Linked DNA regions of Mus musculus: region 1 is linked to region 2. The links are chromatin contacts, called in public promoter capture Hi-C maps. All regions are on one chromosome and are shown on one strand. Each heading gives the region's core, a stretch centred on a gene start, on an enhancer-like site or on the middle of the called end of the contact. The rest is flanking DNA. Distances are from core to core; before and after follow the strand shown. Region 1 holds the start of Map3k6 (mitogen-activated protein kinase kinase kinase 6). Region 2 holds the start of Atpif1 (ATPase inhibitory factor 1).

Region 1 (5,199 bases), core at 379-2,878, 710 kb after region 2:
CTTTGCTAGAGCACTCGATTGTCGGTATCGTCACTCCTTACAGCTTCCATCCCTTGGCCACCTCACTGCCAACTGCCTCTGCTTGCAGGGCCACTTTGTAACACTTTACAAATCTTTTCTTACTCAGGAGAAAACCTATAGAAAACAGGGCAGGGACACAAGCTTCAGTTCCATTCAAGGAAGAACTTCTAATCAGGAAGACGAATGGGTAGGACTTCTCCGGGCTTCAGATCCTAGAAGGATGCAAGAAATGCTAGGGGGCAGTGAGGTGAGAGATTCAACCACCCACTCGCAATCCTCCTGGGCCCCCAAGCCCAAAGTGGATGCATCTGAGGACAGCTTTCTCTCACTCTTTGTTTGCTGTTTGGTTGGTTGGTTGATTTTATGAGACAGGGTTTCACTCAGCAGCCCTGGCTGTCCTGGAAACTCTGTAGACCAGGTTGGCCTTGAACTCAGAGATTCACCTGCCTCTGCCTCCTGAGTGCTGGGCTTAAAGACATGTGCCACCACCACTTGGTTCCCATTTGTTTCTTGTAAGTGTGTTTTCTACCCAAACCTCTGTAATGGGCCACATTCTCCCTTTCTATTGCTCGTCTATCCCATTGGTTCAAACCTAGGAAGATATATTTTTTTCCTTCCATGAGACAAGAAGGCTGTGAAACAGAGGCTTCCTACCGTTTGTTGAAAGGTCCATTTGTCCAAAGCCCCAACATATTATTTTTATAAAGTTTTAGTTTTATTTCATGTGCATCTTTTGCCTGTAATTATATATGTGCACCATGTATGTGCTGGGCGCCTATGCAGGTCAGGAGAGTGCCAGGACTCCCCTGGGCCTACAGTTACAGATGATGGTGAGCCACCATGTGGGTGCTGGGAACCAAACCAGGGCCCTCTGAAAGAGCAGCAAGTGGTCTTTACAGCTGTGCTGTCTCTCATGCCCAAGCCCTACCATAATAAACGATTATGAAACATGGCCCTAACCTCAGAGTCTCAAAGTCTCATTTCTAAGTTCAGGGCCCTCTAAGGTTTATAGCAACTTAGATTCATACTATGATGTTAAAGCTTCTTGGTGAATTTGAAGCCGGGATAACCTTGTAACCCAAAAAGCGGAGACTTCTGGAGTTCCTTCAAAGGGTAGATAGGAAGTTTACCGTAGAAGTGCTTTTCAGCTCCATGGTCAAGTTTCGGGTGGACCAATAAGGTCCACAAGGTTTCACTGCAAGAGAGGCTCTGAGGAAAGCGCTTGTCAACATTCTGACCCCTACCAGCAGGAACATTACATGTGCCGCCTACACAATGTTTTGCTCCCCCGTCCTTCCCCCGCCCAGTGTCCATTCATTTACCAGGTCCCTGCAGGGCGGGGCTGTCCTGTTTCCTATCCCTGGGCTGGGCACACGTCTTACGAGCGCTTGCAGTAAGCAGTCAACAGTGTTTGGCCCGAATAGGGGCACAGGCTGTTCCGGAAGTGGACAGTGTCAGAGGTTCTAGCCGGAGAGGAGGGAGGGAGAGCCGCTGGGGAGCCTCATTGCCCCAGGGCCGAGGGTGGAGCCTTTCCCAGTCGGGAAAGGGCTGGGCCCAGCCTACATGTGAGGGCAGGACAGAGTGACTGCCAGCGCTCCCTTGAGAAGTCTGGGTGTAGCACGCTGCCGGTTGACTTCCCAGGACTCTTCTGTGACCTGTGAGCCGAGGATTACTGGGTACCCCAGATTCCCAGAACCCAGTCCTGGATTGCAGATCTGTAAGGACCGTGAAAGATTGAGCAAAGAAGTCTTTCTGGACTTAAGAGTTCCGGAACAGGACGTCCAGCCCATCTCCGGATCCCGACTGGATCCACACCTTCAGCCTCGTGCCCTGTCCCGGGTTCCCCGCGCCCGGGGCCCCGCGCTTGAGCGCCCCCGCATGGCGGGGCCATGTCCTGGGGCCGGGGTTCTAGAACGGGCGGGCAGCTGCTGGCAGGACCCGCTGGCGGAGGCGCTGAGCCGGGGCCGCTCGTCTCCTGCGGTCACGGGTCGGGGCTGCGCGCGGAGCCGGCCTCTCAGTGTGGTCTACGTGCTGACCCGGGAGCCGGGGCTCGGGGTGGAGCCCGGGTCGGGAACCGAGGCAGAGCCGCTGCCGTTGCGATGCCTGCGCGAGGCCTGCGCTCAGCTCCAGGGCACACGGCCACCCCCGCAGCTACGCAGCCTACCCTTTGCGACGCTGGCGCTAGGCGACACCGCTGCGCTGGACTCCTTCTACAACGCGGGTGAGCGTCTCGGGGCGGGGCTTGAGTCTGGGCGGGGCAAGGGGCGGAGCTTTAGAACCCTGACGGGGCGGGTGTGGGTACCAGGTCTAGGGAATTTACGGTAAACTAAAGCCGAACTTGAGACAAGGCAGTAACGACAGGGCATTTAGTGGATTATGGATGTGATGGGCTTGAGGCTGGATCTGGGGATTCAGGCCTGGCTCCGGAGTTTAAGTATCTTTCGGTGAGCGTGGTGCCAAGCAGGTGGGGCGGAGCAGGCGAACTCTAAGGGCGGGGCTGGGGAGGGGCGGGGCTGAGGGAGGGGCAGAGCTGCGCTTCCCTGCGTAAGCGGGAGAACTCTTTTTCAGGATGATCTCACGTTGGACTTTTGAGGGTGAATCAGGCCTGAGACGGAAGTTCGGTCTATGGCAAGGGGCCATCTCTGCAGGATTGGGGTTGATAAGTCCTAGCATACTACATCCCACATGGGACTAAAGGGGCGGGAAAGGAAGTACTGAGGCAACTCTTCGGGACTGGATTATAGGAGAAAGGGATTGTATTTGGAGACTAGGAGTCGAAAGAAAATGGGTGGGGCAGGGGTGGGTCTAGAGGAGATACAGGGAGTCCAAGGGTGAGGTCGGAAGATAGCTATTCCTCTCTTTCCCACCTACCGGATGCTCCACCTCATCCCTATTTGTTTATCTCCGAGTCAGAGAGCCTTGTATCCTGGACATCTGCTAAATTGTAGCTTAAAAATGAAGGCTGACCCGGTCAGACCACAGATAAAGTGGAATCATCTGCGTTGACTCATACAGTCCCTCCCTTGCGGACATTGTCACTTAAAGATGGCTGGATACAGTAAGCTACACAAACACACATAAAAGCACGACGTTGTCTTCACACACGATGATGCAGATCACCCTCAGGACCCTGGCTTCAAGACTGGAGAGATGGCGCTGAGGTTAAGAGCACTTGCTGCTCTTCCCGAGGACCCGAGGTTCCCAGCATGCACACGGGGTGTGCATGCTCACAACCACCTGTAACTTTATCTCCAGAGGATCCTGATGCCGCTTTCTATCATACACTCACACCAACACACACATACATATAAATAAAACAAGAGAGAGAGGAGAGAGAGAGAGACAGAGAAAGAGAGAGAGAATGGGACTTCTTTTTGCAAAGTTCCTGTCTCCTACATAACCTGGAAGTGCTCAGTGGGATGAAGGTCCCTGGGCATCTCCTGTAACACCACCAATAAGAGTACTGTGAAAACCCCGGGAAGCTCTCGAGAGCAGCACCGACTTTGGCATGAGGTGCAGGCAAGGCACTTGACGTGGCATGCATCTCCAGGCTCCTTTGCCACTGAGGTGGGCTTCCACGCTCAGGCCTACACTTCTGTGTCCACAGATGTAGTGGTGCTGGAGGTGAGCAGCTCCCTGGCACAGCCTTCCTTGTTCTACCACCTCGGCGTGCGTGAGAGCTTCAGCATGACCAACAACGTGCTCCTCTGTTCCCAGGCAGAGCTCCCTGATCTGCAGGCCCTTCGTGTAAGTGGCCAGGGGGCTGGGGGCTGGGAAGACAGGTGCAGGGTTGGGGTGAGGCCACCCCAGAATGCCAGTATCTGATTGTCTGCCTCCTGCAGGAGGATGTTTTCCAGAAGAACTCGGTGAGCAGAATCTACCCCTCATGCCAACGTTATAACCTCTGACCCCTACTAACCTTCCTAGCCTCCTCCTTTGTCTCTGACATCAGTGTGACCCTCAGCACCATGTAGCATCCTTTTGTGACGTGCGGCTCTTTTCTTCTATTCCTATCTTCACCAGTACTAACCGCCAGTCCGTCTCTAACCCTGTGCTGACCTATGTGTGACCTCCACTAATTGCTGCCTTCTTCCCACCAGGATTGTGTTGGCAGCTACACACTGATTCCTTATGTGGTGACAGCCACTGGCCGGGTCTTATGTGGCGATGCAGGCCTCCTGAGGGGCATAGCCGATGGGCTAGTACAGGCTGGGGCGGGCACTGAAGCCCTCCTCACTCCCCTGGTGGGCCGGCTTGTCCGTCTGTTGGAGGCTACACCCACAGACTCTTGGTAATGGGGCTCAGGGGGAGGGGGTACCAGGTAGAGACTGATGAAGGTAAAGTGTGCTGGGGCTGAGGGGCAGGCTCATATCTCTCTCTCTCTCTCTCTCTCTCTCTCTCTCTCTCTCTCTCTCTCTCTCTCTCTCTCTCTCTCTCTCTCTCTCTCCTGATCTTGGACATCAGCGGCTATTTCCGGGAGACCATTCGTCAGGATATCCGGCAGGCTCGGGAGCGATTCAGTGGGCAGCAGCTGAGGCAGGAGCTGGCTCGCCTGCAGCGGAGGCTGGACAGCGTGGAGCTGCTGAGCCCTGACATTGTCATGAATCTGCTGCTATCGTACCGTGATGTCCAGGTGTGTGGCGTTCAGAGAGGCCATGACATAGGATATAACTCCAGCACTCAAGTGCTTGCGTCAGGAGGGGCAGGAGTCTGAGGTCATCCTGTTTACAAGCAAGTCTGAGGCCAACCTGGGCTTCAAGGAATCCTGTGTGTAAACCTAAGAAAGAGACCATTGTATGACAGACAGATACAAGTGCAGCTCCTGGCTGAGCCTCGCTAGTGGCTTTAAGTAAATTGTCTGAGCCTCAATTTTCTTATTTGTTTCATCATCATTATTATTTTTTAAACATGGTCTCACTGTGCATTCCTGGCTGGCCTGGAACTCAATATGTAGACCAGGCTGGCCTACATATCCACCTGTTTCTGCCTTCTAAGCCTTGTGCCACCACACCTGGCTTTATTGTTTTTTTTTTTAAAGATGCATTTTATTTTTTTAATTGTGTGTATATATGTGTGTCTGAGTTAGGGTTTGTACCTTGTGTGTGCAGTTACCTGTGGAAGACAGGAGAGAGTGTTGGATCCTTTGGGACTGGAGTTAAAAGAGGTTGTGAACTTCCT
Region 2 (4,969 bases), core at 1,491-3,990:
ACTCCCTATTTCTAACCAGTCCAGAGAAATGTACAACCCAGGGCCTGAGTAGTGCAAGTCTCCCGGAGTGGGGGAAGTCTAACCTTGAGCAGCTACTATCTAGATCATGAGAACTGGAGACACGTGGAGGATCTAGAAATGGCTGACAGGATCTGAGGCCTCAGGGAATGGACACAGCCTTACAAAAACTAAAGAGAGGAGAGGGAAGTTGGGGAGAAAAGATGGGGGTGACAGGTGAGTGAGCCGGGCTCAGAGGCTCTGCATGTTCTGGCTAGTTGTAAACACTGCTCGGAGCACCTGGGGGAGTCTCGCACAACCAGGGGTGCAGAGGGGATGACTGCGGGGGAAATGCGGGGAAGATGACAGCAAACGATAAATTAGGAGACTACCCTTGGGCTGAGTCCTGCAGAACCGGTGTAAAAGGCTTAAGGCTGGCTGGGAGGCCAGCAGTGCGATACTAGCAGTCTCGACTACGAGGCGACCCGATGGCTTCATCAGCCTTGGAATTCTGCCAGAAGATGGGCGCCCCAAGGGACCAGGTAAAGATGGGTGGAGCGACAGAGAGCGTAGAAAGGACAGGGAGGACGACTGGGGGCTGGACTTGGGACCAGGTGGGCCTCACCGGAAGTACCGATCCTCTTCAGCCTTTTCTCGTTTTCCGAAGGCTCCACCAGCTTCTCGGATGGAGCCAGCGCCCGTATCCATGCTATCCGACTGCAAAGAGAGTCGTGGACGTGAAAAGAAAAGGCACAACAAGGGAGAGAGAACCTGCGCCCCGCGATGGGCGCTGGGCCGTGCCGCCACCTACCGAGTCCGAGACGAAGCCTCGGGTTTGCAGGACCTTCATACCCCAGACACCGAACCGAGCCCGAACTGCCAACGCCGAGCCTGCCATTGTCTTCGGCGTTGCTCAGCTCGCGTTGCGGGCGTGGCTGCTTCTCTCCTAGCGCGCTAACTGCGAGGGCGGCTGAACTGCCAATCTAGACGCCGGGGAGGTGGGACGAGCACGGAAACCGCGAATCAGGAGGGAGGGGGCGGGGCTTATGATATCTGCAGCGTTTGTTGAGAGGGAGGCGGATTTATCCCTTAGTTAACAGTTAATAAACAAGGCTCTAACGCATCATGACCCAGGAGTCTACAGAGCGAAGTCAAAAGATGAATCTTGGCTTTTGGTCTCTTTAGAATGAGGCATTTCGTTCACTCCCACTGCACAATTTCCGTCCAAAGGTCGATTTTATTAAAAATGTACACGATGGCAAGCCCTATGGACATGAATAGATTGGGGAAACACAAAGTTTGTGGTAGCCATGCCTAGGATGCCGACAGCCTGGATATCGACCTCAAACCTCTGTTTATACATATGAAATCGTGTTTATCTCTTAAGAGGTGTTCTTGTTCTTTGGTTATATTGCCACTGCAGTGCCTTCTCTCACCTTAAATGTCACTTTCTCAGAGAAACCCTTCTTTGACCTTCCTAGTCATCCTGACAGCAATTTTTTTTTATCCTTGCTTCTGAGTTCTTTCTCACAGTTTACTTTGTGAAGCCATCAGAGCCTTAGTAGGTAGTGAATTAGTAATTTTGAACTGTATCAATGTGTCGGTGAATGGACCTAATAACTTGGTGACGGGCTACAAGGACACTGAAAAGAACATCAAGCGAACTGGTGGTACAAACCTGTAATCCCAGCACTCCTGAGGCACACAGGAAGAGCTTAATCTAGCTTAATCTAGCCTATTCGACAAAGGGAATTCTGGGCCAGCCAGGGCTTCATAACAAGATCCTGTTTTCAGAAACAAACGAATAAACACCCACACCCCCCCATACACTCCCCCCCCGCACCCCCCCCGCCCCCCACACATAGGGCTAGTGCTGGGCCCCAATGGTGAAAGGAGAGAACGGACTCTTGAAAGTTGTTCTCCCTGACCTCTCCATGTGCATTGTGACACTGTGCCCCCACTAATAAGTAAGTATAATTTTAAAAATTAAATAACAAACTCCAAGCACAGATCCTTATACATGCATGCTCATAATTGCTTCCATCCCATTTTCCGATTTTGTCCCTACCTCAATGAGATCTGTTGTAACTCGGGATGGCCTCAAACTCGCAGTGAAGAAGCCAATTTCTCATCTTTCCGTCTCCACCTCCCCAGAGTTGGGGTTACAGGCATATGTCCAGCTTCATAATACTATTTCACAGTGGTCCAAAGGTGAGAAGACCCCAAATGTTGAACTACTGAAGAGGTCAACAAATCATAGCATAGACATACCTTTGAGGAATTGGATGCCACCATAAAATGCAGTAAAAAAAAAAAAAATTTTTTTGACAGTTTTTTTTTCACAGGCCTGGCTGTCCTGAAACTTACTATAGAGACTAGGCTGGCCCCAAACTCAGAAGATCTGCCTACCTCTGCCTCTGGAGTACCAGGATAGGCTCCACTGGGATAAACTCTTAAAAAACTGGTACATGGTGGTTACCCAGGCCAGTTCCAGCACTCCAGGGAGTCATGTAGATCTCTGTGAGTTTGAGGTCAGCCTGGTCTACAGAGAGAATTCCAGGACAACCAAGGCTACACAGAGAAATCCTGGGTCAAAAAAACCAAAAAACTGTCACATGAAAAAAACCTAAATAAGAATTGTATAAGTAGATTCCATCCATGGGAAATGTCCAGAATAATAATAGGTATATCCAGAGACAACAGATTTCTTTCTGTCAGAGACTGGAGACAACCAGGGCAACACTATGAAACTTTATCCTTATTCTGAAAAACCAAAACTAAAACCGAAAAAAAAAAAAAAGAGGTCTCGGCCCCTTTAAGTTCAGCTGGCGGGCGGGGAGTCCGGGAAGGCGGGCTTGGGTGGTTACGTGAGGCTGCGCTTGCGCAGAACGGTCACGTGGTGGTTAGCCGGGAAAATGGCGGCTTCGGGAGAGAGTGGTGCTTCGGGTGGCGGAGGCAGCACAGAGGAGGCATTTATGACCTTCTACAGTGAGGTGAGCCCGGAGTAAGGATGGTGGCCTTAGGACGACCGTGCTCCGGCTTCGTCCGCCGCGGCTGGGGCCGGCGAGGCGCCTCCTGGGACCGTTGGCCCGCGCCGTCTGGCCTGGGGACTGCGGATCGGCTGCGGAGTGCATGCGCGACCGCCACTGTGGCTACTGAGGTCCCCGGAACGCGGCGGGGCGGCTGGGCCTGTGGACCCAGACCCGGAGAGGGGCCCGGCGAGCTGCTGGTCGCGCGGTGCAGCCTGCTGGCGGTGGAGTCTCCGGCTGGCGGAGGCCGAGCTGCGGCGCACCCACTTTTATTTGTAAACAGGAAGGAGGCCCTTGTCCCACTCCTCTGCCATGAATTGTGCGAGTGGCGATTTCTGCGGTCTTATCAGTGCTGAGCACTGTTCATCGGGACAAGAATGCGTATGTGAACCCTCCATCTTTAACATGACGAACCTCTTAAGAGGGTGCATACGTTCTTGGTGTCAGGTAGGACAGGAGTGAACTTGCTCTGAGCCTTGTTGACATTTGCATCGCCAGTGCCTAATGCGTGGTGGATGTTTCGCATATATCCGTTGATTAAATGAATGAATAAACTGAGTTAAAGTTAGCTATCTGGCGTCAGAGGCCCACATATTGCGTTCTCGCAAGGCAATTAGCCTAACTGCTGTTGAAATTTCAAGACATCAGTTCCCACACTGGCAAGTTAACATTGTAAGAGTTTTCACGACGATTAAAGGGTTTCGTGTATAAAAAAGCAGCTTGAAAATTATAAAGCAGTCGTTTTCGAATTAAGTACTTTCTGGTAGCCCAGGTTGGACCCTCTTGCTTCAGCCTCCAAAGTGCTGGGACCAGAGCCATTATCTCTTGTGCTTATAAGAATACTTGTAAGCCGGGCGATGGTGGTTCATGCCTTTAATTCAGCACTTGGGAGGCAGAGGCAGGCGGATTTCTGAGTTCAGGGCCAGGCTGGTCTATAGAATGAGTTCCAGGACAGCCAGGGCTACACAGAGAAACCCTGTCTCAAAAAACAAAAACAAAAAAAAAATTTTTTTTTTATGTTAGGAAATATTTTTTTCCTTCACATTGTTAGCATATTTTGCATTGCTCACAGTTGGAGAAATTTTGGTCCATCTTGGTGGAAAATGGAGGCAGGGCAGTTGACATCCTCAGGCAGGAAACAGAGAAGAAAGGCCTGTGCTTCCCGGTGCAACATTGACAATCAGCACGGACTCTGATTTAGCCCTCTTGTGTTTTTATTATATTTTTTTAAATTTAGTTTTGGCTTTTTGAGACAAGAGTTTCCCTGTACAACCCTAGCTGTCCTGGTGCTTTGTAGACCAGGCTTGCCTTGAACTCACAGAGATCACCCACCCGTGTCTGTCAAAGATGGTTGCCGCCATCACCCTGCTTGTCCTTTTGTTTTTAAGACAAGTACCCAATGAAGCTTAGGTGGCTTTACTCACTTCGCAGTGTAGGCTGCTTGGAACTAGGGCTCACTCTCCTGCTTCAGCCTCCTAAGTGCTCGTGTACAGGAATGAGCCACCACACCCAGCCGTTTTCTTTTGCCAAGGGTCAAACCCAGGATCTTGTGCATGCTAGGCAAGAACTCCACCAACTGAGCCACCTCGTAAGTCCTTCATAATGGTGTTGAATGTTGCTCATAGGTCATGGTTCAGTGTGCATTTTGCCTTTCAAAATGAAAAGAAAAAAAAAGATAGATTAATTGTACCCACATGCAGCTATATAGGTCTCTGGTGGTAGTTGTGTTTAGTATCTGGGAATCCTCTCGACCTCTGATTGTGAGTCAGACATAGGGTAAATTTCTAACAAGTTAGGTAATTGGAAACCTCACTTTCTGTAAGCCATAATTTCCCTATAATGGGATAATGGGGGCTGGAGAGATGGCACAGCGGTTAAGAGCACTGGCTGCTCTTGCAGAGGTCATGAGTTCAATTCCCAATAACTGCATGGTAGCTCACGAT

What was found. Promoter capture Hi-C pulls out the DNA fragments that hold promoters and counts their contacts.
Region 1: a promoter capture Hi-C map of liver shows a contact between it and region 2, with 2.2 times the contacts expected there. The contact joins the promoter of Map3k6 here to the promoter of Atpif1 in region 2. A contact is called at or near these places in 2 of 39 promoter capture datasets (liver and pre-B cells).

What each region holds. Positions count from the first base shown.
Region 1 is chr4:133,239,190-133,244,388 of GRCm38.p6, forward strand. It overlaps Map3k6 (mitogen-activated protein kinase kinase kinase 6), which reads left to right and starts at 1,629. Exons shown (of 29, transcript NM_016693.5): 1 at 1,629-2,242; 2 at 3,629-3,768; 3 at 3,864-3,887; 4 at 4,122-4,312; 5 at 4,486-4,654. The coding sequence starts at 1,900. It also overlaps the pseudogene Fcnc-ps.
Region 2 is chr4:132,532,674-132,537,642 of GRCm38.p6, forward strand. Atpif1 (ATPase inhibitory factor 1) reads right to left here and starts at 2,741. Exons shown (of 4, transcript NM_007512.4): 1 at 2,066-2,741; 2 at 809-1,262; 3 at 623-714. The coding sequence starts at 895. It overlaps Dnajc8 (DnaJ heat shock protein family (Hsp40) member C8), which reads left to right and starts at 2,886. Exons shown (of 9, transcript NM_172400.3): 1 at 2,886-2,990. The coding sequence starts at 2,913.